Linked DNA regions of Sus scrofa: region 1 is linked to region 2. The links are chromatin contacts, called in public Hi-C maps. All regions are on one chromosome and are shown on one strand. The core of a region is the stretch at or near the end of the contact, and the rest is flanking DNA. Distances in the headings are between cores, read along the strand shown.

Region 1 (6,076 bases), core at 1,455-3,954, 290 kb after region 2:
GTTCTTCATATTGTGTCTTAAAAACTCTGAATTATCCAGGGAAACTGTGATAGTATGAGAGGGACTTTCTTTATGCACATTAAAAATGTCTGAATAAAACATAGTACAAAATATACAACTATGGAACACTTCTATTGGAAAGAATATTAGTGACTTAAAACTCAGCACTTACGATGAAATTTAAAAACTGAGATTAAGTACATGGAATTGTTTTTAAAAACGGTCTAGTACCTTACAGATGTAGGGAGTTATAAAATTGTTGTATTACGGTTATTAAATTTCAGTCAGATATAAAGTTCTGGAAGAGGTGATTATGTATGTGGAACTTCATAGGAAGGCCTAAGGACCTTCATGTTTGCCCCAAGACTAGATCATTTTAGTCCAGTTGCTGTGCAGCACCAGTGATGCCCCACGGAATAGGATAGCATGTTGGTAGTTTAAATTATGAAATAAGTACGGGTGGGAAAAATCTCTATAATGAAGTTTGAATTTCAGCTATTCCTTTGTTGTGACCCCTGGAATCTACTCTTGGTGAGTAGGAAATGCTGACATACTAGAAATGCAACCCCTGTAAAGGCCCTAAATCTGTCATTGTGCTCTGGAGTCTGCTCTGAAAATAGCAAAGCTCTTTTTGTAAATTAAAATCGGTGTGAATGGGAACAGATGTTGACACGCTTTGTCTTTAAGGATGCCAGTTAAGAGGAGAGGGTCAGTAAGGTTAGATTTAGGAAATATAGTAAGTGTGCAAACTTGGTATATAAAGGAAGTTCTGTTTGGGGATGTTAGTCAATAGAGTTGTATTTATCTTTGGTAGTCTAGGTAAGAATTACACATACATTACTTTACCTAGAGGAAAAATGCAGGGAATGGTATTTATTTCTGGGAGGGCTATCTCTTTTTGATGATCCCTTGTGGTTGTCTTTTTTTCATTGAACTGATTGGCTATAAACTGTTTCAGGCTACTGTTAGCTGTTAGGCCTAGCTTCCTAAAGTAATTGTTGAACCCTAATGCTACAGTAGAGTCTTTGTACTGATATTTGTCAAAAATAATGAAAATGGTTTATGTTCTAAAAAGGTACAATTTATCAAATAGCTTGTATAGTCAATTTAAATAAGTCTCGTAGAAGTTTCAGTCTTGATTTGAAAAAATAGCATAGGATGAATTTATTTATAAGAACCTTAATAGTTTCTCTCAATTCCTTTTACATTTTAGATTACCTTATAATTTTCTAAATCTACATGAACAATAATGATCAATTTTGTCAGTATTATTCACACCTTTTATTAATTTAACATAGATGAATAAATGTGAATGTTGTGAAGAGTTGATTGGGAATAGATTTTAAATCTGACAGTTAGATTACAGGGTACCTAAGAAAAAATGGCTCTTTCACTAGGTACCTAGTAATTTAATTCTTGTTTGAAATTATTATAATTTATTACAGTGTGTGGGTCCTAATGAATGTCTACTATTAAATGAAAAGGAGAAATTGAAATTAAGATTATGAAATTCTTTTAACTCATATCTTAAAATCCTCTTAAACAATTCAGAAGACATTAATAAACTATGCGGGTTTCTTTCCATATTCTGTAATGGCAAATAAAAATATTTTTTCAGCATTTAAAGATTCTAAAAAATGTTGACTGCCATTAAACCTCAAAGCATGCAATCTTGGAATTTTATAAAATGGTAGTAGCCATTATAACAGCATTAAAATTGGCAACTCTATTTAAATATTTATTTGGATTATAAACAGACATTTTAGCACTTGAGTTTTCTGGAAATGACTAGGTTTCCCTTGTGTTAAACATTTAATGTAGGACAATTTGAGATTTCATAGGGCTATAAACTATATCAGATTAACATTTTAAAATTTCCAAATACCGGGGAGACTTTTAATGTGTGAATAAAAGTATATAAATAAAATAAAGATGTCAAGATGCCCATAAGCATTGGAAGTTGTCACTTATTCCTAGGTCTAAGTAAAACCTGTTATATACACAAAATGAAAATCAGATCTTTGAAAAATAATAATTCCTGGACAAAAGCAATGGACATACAACAATTTTTCTATCTTGATAGGTTATCCGAAGTGTCATTTGAAAGGCTCATTGAGTATTTTACCTGGGAAGAAGCCCCTGTCTTATAAATTTGACCATGTTTTTCAACAATTATTTAAGAAAGAAAATTATGTTGATTACCCCTTTGAATTTCAAACTATTATTATGCTTACCTAAACCCCCTAAAGTTTCATTTCTTAATTTCTAGAGCTTTTCTTTTTTATTGAGGCTGCTAGAATGCATGTATAAACTAGTAATTAGTTTAGAGAGAGAGGGAAAAAAAAGAAATTAAACATGCTGGTGATAAATTTACATTTGATGGCAGAGAATAACCCTGCTGTAGGTTTTTGGCAGCCTCGGAACAATGCTAGCAGAGGAGTTACAGGGCATGCCACCTCTCACTGTGGTGACCCTCTTATCAGTTCTGGTTATGAGAAATAAAATGTAACTTCTGTAAGGAGTGGCTCTTTGGGAAGATTTTTGTTTGTCGTAGGATTTCCACAGGATTTCCTTTGAGGCTGTGGAGCGGGCGCTTAGGGCTATAAGAGTCAGTGACTCTATTCTGTTCCTTTGTCATAAAATTCTCCATCTCTCTCCCTTCACTCCCACCTCTTCTTAAGAATGTATTGCCAAAAGAAATGTCCTGAGAGTGCTAGATGGGAAGGTGATTTGTTGCCTCTGATAATCTGATCATTGAGTTCAAGTTAGCTTAGGCATCTGAGAGAAATAAAGGATAGAAACAAGTAGGGCAATACTTTCTTAGTAATGATTACTGATCTCTTTTTAAAATGTTTATGGTAGTTCTTAAATAGGGAAATGATTGGATAAAAATTACTCTGCCTACGTAGCTATAAATAAAGCCTTTTGTCATTTATCAGTAATGTCCCTGTGGGTACTGTTGTTCAAACAGTTAAGTCCTGGTATCTCATCTACTGTTACAAAAGCTAAAGGGTGCCTAACTACAACAGGGGGATAGGTGAGGAAGATAAAACTTCCTCATGTTCAGTCTGAGAATGTGATGGCTGTACTATGAGAAACTGCCTATTTAAAATATTTTTTGCTAATTGTGATGAAGGAGCTTTAAAACATTGACTTTGAAAAGCATTGGCAATTTATAGAACTATATCTACTGTTATATTTAATTAGATTTTTTGCTCCTTTGTGCCTATTTAAACTCTAAATGAAAGATGGAAATATGTTTGCGCTAACATATTTGATGTGATTGAGATAGATTAAGCGGTTTAAATGATTTAAAAATTATATTTACTTTAGTGCAATCTGTTAGGTTCAATTGCTGATCTGTCTTTTGGTTTGCTTTGCGGTATAGCAAACCAAGCGCTGAGGGTTAAACTATTCAGCACATGGGTAGTTAAAAATCTGGGTTCTCTCTCTCTTTCCTGGATCCTGAATTCTTCAGTCAAAGTTAAATTTGCTGTTCAGACATTAGCTGTACTTCTTAGCAATGACCTTGTGGGGTAGAGAAGCATGGCACAGTGGCACTTTCCAGCTGTATTCAGCCTATCCGTCGGGGTATAATCATGCTCAGTCCCAGCACCGCAGGCTTGGACATATGTTGAGTTTTATTTCTTTCTTCTGACATTAATCCTATTCACCAGCTGTTCTGCCAGCTGCCATTCTTCAGCTTAGAGATTACATTTTGGGGGATACCAACAAAGGTCTAGTTGACCACTGCTTTCTTTTTCCTTTTTTGCCCTTATTCTTTAGAAATTTTTGGATCTGGGGGTTAGGAGAACTCAATCTTTTCCCACTATCACTTCACTTTTCTTTGGATCCTACACATTAACATGATTTATAATGACTTTCACTATGTTGTAGATAAGCCTTCCAGAGAGCCAGATTACCACCTTAGTTATAAATCCCTTTTCCACAAAAAGGTTTTAAGTTTACATTGAGGGCTATAATTAATGTTTCTTTTGCTACTATATAAACAACATTAATTAGTGACAAATTCTTTTGATGTCCTAAAACATATTCCAGCTGAAAATATGCTTTCAGTTCTTCCTTTTTTTTTTCCTCCCTGCAGGTTTGAGAGCATATCTCTGTTAAGATGATACTTTTTTTCCTGAGCTATGGTTTCACTAATCTTGTTTGAATGGGCTATTAAATCTCTGTTACACTCATAATATATACTAATAAGTAGTATAGATTTCTCACTTCGTATTCCAGATGATCTGTCCATAAGCAGGATGTTAAACATCTGTAGTTTAAGCCTTCTGGGACTAACAAATGCATTAATGCCAGAAAGAAATGTGGCCTGGACGATAAGGTCATGGACCATGTGGTAAAGAGGCATCCCCAATATTACCAAGTCTGCATGTACCCTTCATTGTTAATCCTTCCATTTTCATAAAGGCAAAAAAGACTAATAGATTTAAGTTGTAATCACTTACAGTACATGTTCATTACATTAATACCAGCAAATCCACAAAATCCCATATGTGTTATAATTCTCCCAGCTGATATTTTAACATTATTTATCCCACACGACTCACAATAGCATTCTCTTAGCTGTTAATTTACCTCAGAAGGTAACATCAATAAATATTTGTTTATTGGCAAGATTCTGCCTTTATCTTTTTAACTTCGTGGCATGTGGAGGACATATATAATGGTAAGGAATTCAGTTTAAATAACACCTTTAGACTGGAGTCATTAGAATTAAGAACACCTTACTGACTTAAAAAAACAAAGATAAATACTAATAGTATATTTTAGAAGGTAGGTTTGTTTGCTTGTTTGTTTGTCCATTGTTTCATTTACCCATCCATTTGTCTGTCCATTCGTCCATCCGTCCATCCACTTTATTTGTTTATTCATTCCACTAAGCAGGATATTACTTATTGAGCCATATAAAAAAGAAAACACAGCATCTTGTATTTACCAGATGGTGCATCTCTTCATGTACGTATCAATCTATAGAAAAATGAGAATAAGTTTATAAACTGCTTGCTGAAAAAAACTATTGATTCCATACTACCCCTTACTTCTTCCCCTAAAGCTCTGACAGTAGTGAACCCCGTTTACTAAATATGGACATTCTATTTATAGAAATATTCATATTTTTATTGGTGGCCAAAGCACTGCTTATAGGAAAACCTACAGGTGACTAATAGGAGTTGCTCACTAAGTGGAATAATGAATAGTATTAGGTGTCAATTAAATCAAGCTTCCCCGAGGTGCAGGTGCTCCACAATGTACTGACACATTTCAAGTAGCAGTGCCACTTCACCCATGCATATGAACAAGCACATTTGCATATTAAAAAGCTGAAAATTATTTAACTGAAGCAAAAGTCTTTTAGAGATGATGGAGGTTATTAAAACTGTTGACAAGAAAGAAGGTAATTGCCTGAAAATGAGAGATGACATTCTGCTATACACAGGGAACGTTGTTTTTGTTGTATTGTGCAGCAGTGCCTGGGTGTATAACCTATTACATTGAGATTGCTCCTATGCAATTAGACCCTTTTTGTCCTCACTTCAATAAGGCTATGATTATGAAGGATTGAAGAACACTTGGCATATTGAATGTCTGTTGTTTTTATAACTTCGTCAGAAATGACAAAACACGTTTTGTGTCCTGTTTTTTCTTTGTAGGCTTATTGATTCTGTGATTATAATATTCATAAAAGACAATGTGTTCATGGTTGAACACTCTGTCATTTATACAGGTTTTATTTTTTCTGTCTCAGCATAGTATTTGTTTGAATGCCAAGGTGTTAGTCATAAGATGAGCAAATTTTTTAAAGTAAAAGATGAATAGGTGAGAAGTTTATCATGCTAATAATCCCAAATATTACTATTAAAAGTGTCATAAAAATGGATGATTTCATAAGTTTCAGATGGAAATAATTCACTAAGTAAGAAAACTTGAAAGCTATTTTATTTTCTCTTTGATTATGATCTCTTTATTTTCACTCAGATTTTTGAGAGATCTTGCTGTTGTGTTTGTCAGAAGATGTGAAAACTCATGGCCCTAGAAGAAGGCACTTTCT
Region 2 (6,229 bases), core at 2,941-5,440:
AGTTTTTTTTTTTTTTAAAGCTCTTTTAGGCCGACCAAGTTTGAAACGTTTGTATGAATTGCCACATAGTGAATGCTGCTCCTATTTGGGGACTAAAAATAAGTCTTCGTCTGTGCTGGTGGGGCTGGGCTGTTAGCGAGATGGGCCGTCCCGGCTGCTTCAGTGTGTGTGTGCGTGTGTGTGTGTGTGTGTGTGTGTGACCTCCTCCGAGGGCCGTGCTTGAAGTTTCAATCTCGAGATGACCCAAAGCCGTCGCAGAGGCAAACTGGGGTGGGGGTGGGGTGGGGGGCTCTGGACCTCCCATCGCACTGTCAATGAGGCGCTGGATGACGTCCTTGTCCCGGGCGCTTGACCCCGGCGCGAACTCCTGCGGCCGGGCTTTTGGCTGTGGCCCGGCGGCCCAGCCAACAACCCAGTGGAGTAGGGACGGGAGAGTGCCCCCTCTCCCTACCTCCCTAGGGTCTCCTCCCTTCTGCCCTTTATAGTCACATGCCCAGGTTTCTCCCTGAGTCCCAAGGAGAACAGACACAGCCCCGCCCAGTCTATTTCTAGGAGGTGGGTTTGGTGAATAAAAAGGTCAAGTGGTCGGGTCCGCGAGCTGGTCCATGGAGGGGGGGGGGAAACAGGACCGACACCTGGCAAGAATCGCCCCGCCTGTTCCCCCCCGCCGCCCCCGCCCCCGCTGGTCCGCCAGCTCACGACTGGCCTCCCCAGGCCACATTCTTGCGCTAAGTGCGAGAGGCTGTGGGAAAAGCAATCCCGAACCGGCCAAGAGCCGGCGAAGCTGATCCCGCGATGGCATTTTGTTTTGAACAGTTGCTGGGGTTGACGTTTCCTCATAAGGTAAGGTGTCACTGGACAGTCGGCTGCCCAAATGCCACATGTATAATTAGCCTGCGCACTCAGCACCTCGTCCCGGAGGCCCATAGGCACGGGCTTGGCGGACCGGGTCCACTCAGCTCTGTTCAGGGCTACAGGATTCCTGAGGGAGGGCCGAACGACTTGGTGAGCCCCGGGAGGCCCTGGCACCAGAGAAGACTGTGACAGTGTAGCCTTGTCTTTGATTTTTCTTCCTCTCTTTTCCCTTCTCTTCCTGTTTCTCCTCTATTTTTCGGCTGAGGGCGGACCACTGGTTAGATGGGCAAACGGGATACCAGCGGCAGGGTACAGACTGAATGAGGAAAGGGGATGCAGAGTAAATCTGGCAATATATCTACTCTCCACACCCCGCCCATGGGGGAGGGCTGCTACTAGCCCTAAGTCTGCACTAACCCAGTAGGACTAGCCTAGATTTGGCACTGTATCCTGGCTTGGGTAGGGGCTTCTTCACCTTCTAGTTGGACTGTTCACCTGTCTCTTTGCTCCCTCCCACACCCGCCCCAGAAGTCTCAGCAAATTGCTGTCTCTGCCCTGATTGCAGCCTCTGTTTTCCCCTCCAGGCCTAGCCACTTGGGGCTGCTCGTGTTCACTGTGGGGTGAACCTGGGAATATCTGCTATGTCTTCCTGTCTCACTCTTGTTCAGCCTGGGGTTCTTGGAAGCAGTGCCTTGTCCTCTCTGTACACCACATTGGTGCTTGAACTTCCTACCTAGCTTCCCAGACCCCAGCCTCAGGTCAGCTTTAGCTTGCAGTCTCTTGCAGAGACCAGATTTCTGCAGTCATGAACATGACCTTCCCCTGTAACTGTGCAGTCACAGTGGAATTCAACACTCTGCATTAGGCACTTTCATCAGTCTCCCACATCCCCTTGTTTCTAGGCCACTTGGATATTCCCGATATCTATTGGAAGATTCTCTTTATTTTAAAACAAACAAATCCTAAACCTTCCACAAACTTAGTGGGATAGGGTTAGATAGGGTTAGTTTTTCTGCAGCATCGAGTGTACGTTTCCAATGGGAGGTGGGGACATAGTTTATTTAGCTGCATTTGCTTTTTATCGAATCAGTGAAACATTTCATTTTATTATAGTATGGGAAAAGTTATGACTGACTTTTTTCTATACTAGATCATAAATGTGTTACCTCTATATATTTGAGTGTATCTTCCTCAATACACATATGTGAGTGCATGGGCTGTAGGCCAAATGACATATAAATTTTTTTTTCTTCCTACATTTTTGAAAACCTCATAAATCAAGAGAGATTGTCCCTTTCTAAAACAAGAACAACCACCAACGCCAACCAAAAAATTTTTTTTTCAGATTCTGAAAGCAAGCAAGTGTGCACTACACTTATTAGATCTAGTTTATGACCAAAGGCAGTAAGTAACCAGGATCCAGACAAGTGCTAGGTCATTGATTCCTTAAGCAACTGATATCCTTTCTTGCTTTTCTCATGTACCACTACCACATCCTTTTACATCTGCTCTCTCACCAAACTCCTTTATTTATAGTGGCAAAACTAGATAGTTTTTTTGTTTATTGTTTATCCTGTTTATTGTTGTTTGTAGGTTTTATTTTGGAAGTAATGAGAAGGAACTTTCTCTTGGTGTATATGTATTTTTTAAAATGCAAAAAAATTTTAAGTTTATTCTTATGGACCATGATACAAACGCCTATAATAGTATATTTTATAACTACAACACTCAATGTTATACTATAAAGATAAACATAAAATTAATTAATAAAGCACTATCAATATCTATACCTTAAGTTGATTGTATAATGGATTCAGTTACTGAAGAATTGACATTCAATAGGCATATTGTCAGCTTAACATTTTTTTCATTAGTAATAGAAAGCAACTAGATTTTTCCTAGTAAGGGCAAAGCACATATTTAAAATGTTAACTTATCCAGTAAATCTTTCTTTTATAAGGTTTTAAAGTATGTTACTTTAAATACCTAAATGATAAATTTTGGTGGCATTATTGAGATTTTATGTCTGTTTTCTTTTTGACTTTTAGGGATTAGTGGGTTATTAGTCATTATTGAAATTTTTACACATATCCATCTTATACTGAAGAAACTAGTGACATTTTAAACAACCCTCTTTCCGTTAGTATACTAGGTAATGGAGTAAATGAATTTTCTTTTAACAAAGTTTAATATACATTGATTTTAACTGTTACTTTTAGTATTTTCTATACCTTTCAATATTATTAGGTTATATCTAAGTTTGAAAGAATTTTCTTGTTAGTGAGAGAATTCATATATACAGTTCATTATTTACAAACATGATTATATAAAGTATAGTACGATACTAAAATTTTGGTTGTTCTAAGAGCTATTTGTTTAAATATAGTTTAGGGGTGTATATATATCAATTGATGTTTTTGAAGTCAAGTGAAACATTCCATCAAGCTAATGTGTCTGAGAGTACCATATCAGGCACAGACAGGTACTAGAAATGATAAAACACAGATAACATTCAGCAAGATGATTTGCAGATGGGACGTATTATCTGCTGTCATGAGGTTAGATGGGTCATATTACCATTTTTTAAAAAAAGTTAATCTAGGTTATTTCAGAATTATTAAGTTATGTGGGTATATGAGGTTTAATGAGAACAGATTTTATTATAAAAGCTTGCTAAAAATTAACAAGTACTCACTGCTTTTTAGAGCAGAAAATGGACTATCTTTGTATTTGGATTGCTTCTTGTTTAAAAAGTATCATTCTCCCCTATAATTTTTTCCTAATAAGGAAAATAATATATTGAACATTTTATGTCTTTATCCTAACTCACATTTTCTCCTGATTATACTCTGAATATCAACATACTCAAGTAAAACAAAAACAAAACCAAACTGGCATTCTGGTAGTTTATGAAAAGCAATTTTTGTTAAATGCAAGAATGTTTTAAATGTATAGCATATCCTTTTCGCTTGTGGTTCTTCAACTGTGATCTGAAAACTAATTGTTTTGGTAAGAGTTATATCAGAAACTTTCATCATTCTCTCATTATATATTCATTATTCACTTATAGGAAGAATATTTTTATTTTCCTTGTTCTGTGGAAGAGGGTAAAAGCTTTTCAGCTGTTTTATTCAGACATTTAGTCTAACTGGAAATAATTTTAAATTTTGGTGTTATGGCTTTTGATAGCAATTTTAAAATTTAAATATCCATTGTCATAATTTGGATAAAAATATCAAATGAGAGTGTGGCTAGAGGTTGTAAGTGGAATATCATTTAAATCTACCATAGACTCTCTCACCTCCAAAAAAGAGTGCTTGGTTGGTCTGTTTTTCCTCAAATCGGTGTTAGTCTCAAAAAAAGGGACCACAAAACCCTCAAACATCAGAGAAGCAGTATCAATTCAGTTTTTAACTGCAAGTCCTTCATATGGTTGCTCAAAATATCCAACTTTACACTAATATTAGTCATTCTTTTTATAGTGACACCATGCTTAGTAAAAAACTTCTAAGCACTGAGGTCAGGTGTTGAGATTGGATTCTAGTTTATTTTTTATGAATCAGATAAAGATTTCTGTGCATGAGACCATATGTGAAGATGAGAGAACAAGAACATTTCCATATCAAAGGCAATATATCTGAGGCTGCATGGTAATTAAAATGCAGTGGTTTGGACTCTGTGCACTAGCACTTAAGCAGAGCGTTGCCGGGACCTTGTGCAACATGCAGGCGGTTGCCTCTTGCATACTTCTTGAAATACACTTATAATTTTGTACAAACATTTATGCCAGTCCACACTTTTCTGTGGATAATTTGTATTTCATCCAAACCATTCAAAGTAGAAGTTATTTTTTGAGCTACCCCCTCATTATGGCTTTTGTGCATCAACTATTTTTATTCTAGTTGTTTGTATTTCTTTTTACCAGAATGATGGCTTGTTTATATTCAGAATCTCTTCTTGGTCCTCTAAGACCCCTTATATATCACTCATATTTTACTATTCACTCAAAAAAACTTTATCTTTAGTAAAGATGTGGATTATTTTCTGAGGTTAATTGTAGATGCTACAATCTATTATAAACTACATTTAAAAAATCAACTGCCCAGTTGTTTCTGTTTTATAATGCTAATGCATTTAGTAATCCTTACTAATTTGCACAGTATGTAATATTAGTAAAAATTACTTTTCAAAATGTTTCAAGAATTTTGAATTGTTCTCCTTCACCTTTTAATGTCAAGAAAAAGCATACTGGCATTCTCTTTCATACTCCTTCAAGTGAAAAACAGTTATTTGAAACTATGGAAATCTTCATGTTTATCTAAAGAGTTAGGTCTTTGCATTTATAGGGAGATGTTTGATTGTATTTATAAAGAACTGTGCTAGCATCATAACCTGTAATTGTCTAGGGATAGATAGTGAAAAAAAATCTAACAATTGGTAGTCCAATGTTGTATATATTTTAGAAGATTTGGCATCTTTGGTAACTAACTTGAATTTTCTGCTCTATAATTTTCTAGATTTTCTATTTCCGTATGGCTCTCTCTCTACACATGTGGTGAAGAATTCACTAACATAGTTTATTTACTAAGCTTCCCTGGTCTATAAAGCTTTTAGGTTTCTTCGGATTAAAGCACCATGTATTGAAGAAGCCTAATGTGACATAAATCCTTTAAGAGTTTTTGTATTTTAAACTATTTTGGATCAAACTTACTTGAGTATATTGATATTTATGCTTTTCAATGATGACATATATAAGTAATCATGATACACATAAGGTGAATTCAAAGGACTTTATATGATGTGCATATTTGTGTCTATGCAAACATTCTATATTCTCTCATTTCAAGTTCCCCCTTGATCTCTTTCTTCTCTGAAAATCTCACAAGATAAATCTTTAAATGATCTATTATCCCTGCTATCTTCAATAATTTGTTGTTTCTAGTCATGTTAAAGAGATGAATTGAATTGTCTGTCTTTAATATATCCATTCAAATGCAAACAGGGGACTTTAGTGCTGTTTGTGATTCTGACTTCACTGAGCACAATCTCTTTGCTTCTTTGAAAAGTAGTTCTTTAAAATTAGACAAAGAAAATTAAAGATGCTTTAGTTTCCACGACTACACAAGCACAATATGTGGAAGAGTGAAAATGCAACAGATTTTTTTTTAATGACAAGCGTAGATTTCAAGTGGAACTCATTTTGAGGCATGGTTGCAAGTATTTCCTTTTATACTTTACAAAGAGATAACTGTGTAACGTGATTGAGCATTAAGTTCTAGGTATCCTGAAAGGCATTTTTGAAGTCACAAGTTTTTACTTTTTCAGGATTTTCTTTTCTATTGAAGATTTTTAATATTTGGTAGATGGGAAATTT

The links. A called contact is a pair of places that touch in the nucleus more often than the background predicts.
Region 1: a contact with region 2 is called in a Hi-C map of psoas muscle, with 3 times the contacts expected there. The contact joins two enhancer-like sites. A contact is called at or near these places in 4 of 47 Hi-C or Micro-C datasets (embryonic fibroblasts, fetal heart ventricle, heart right ventricle and 1 more) and 1 of 2 datasets of contacts at active chromatin or transcription factors (skeletal muscle).

The regions. Positions count from the first base shown.
Region 1 is chr2:42,748,272-42,754,347 of Sscrofa11.1, forward strand. The region is part of intron 5 of SOX6 (transcription factor SOX-6); the gene reads left to right. Among named protein-coding and RNA genes, the nearest start is that of SOX6, 300 kb to the left of the region's middle. Within about 2 kb of position 2,705, at least 2 of the 83 cell types and tissues checked have an H3K27ac peak or open chromatin away from gene starts, as enhancers often do.
Region 2 is chr2:42,455,646-42,461,874 of Sscrofa11.1, forward strand. The region is part of intron 2 of SOX6 (transcription factor SOX-6); the gene reads left to right. Among named protein-coding and RNA genes, the nearest start is that of SOX6, 11 kb to the left of the region's middle. Within about 2 kb of position 4,191, at least 1 of the 83 cell types and tissues checked has an H3K27ac peak or open chromatin away from gene starts, as enhancers often do.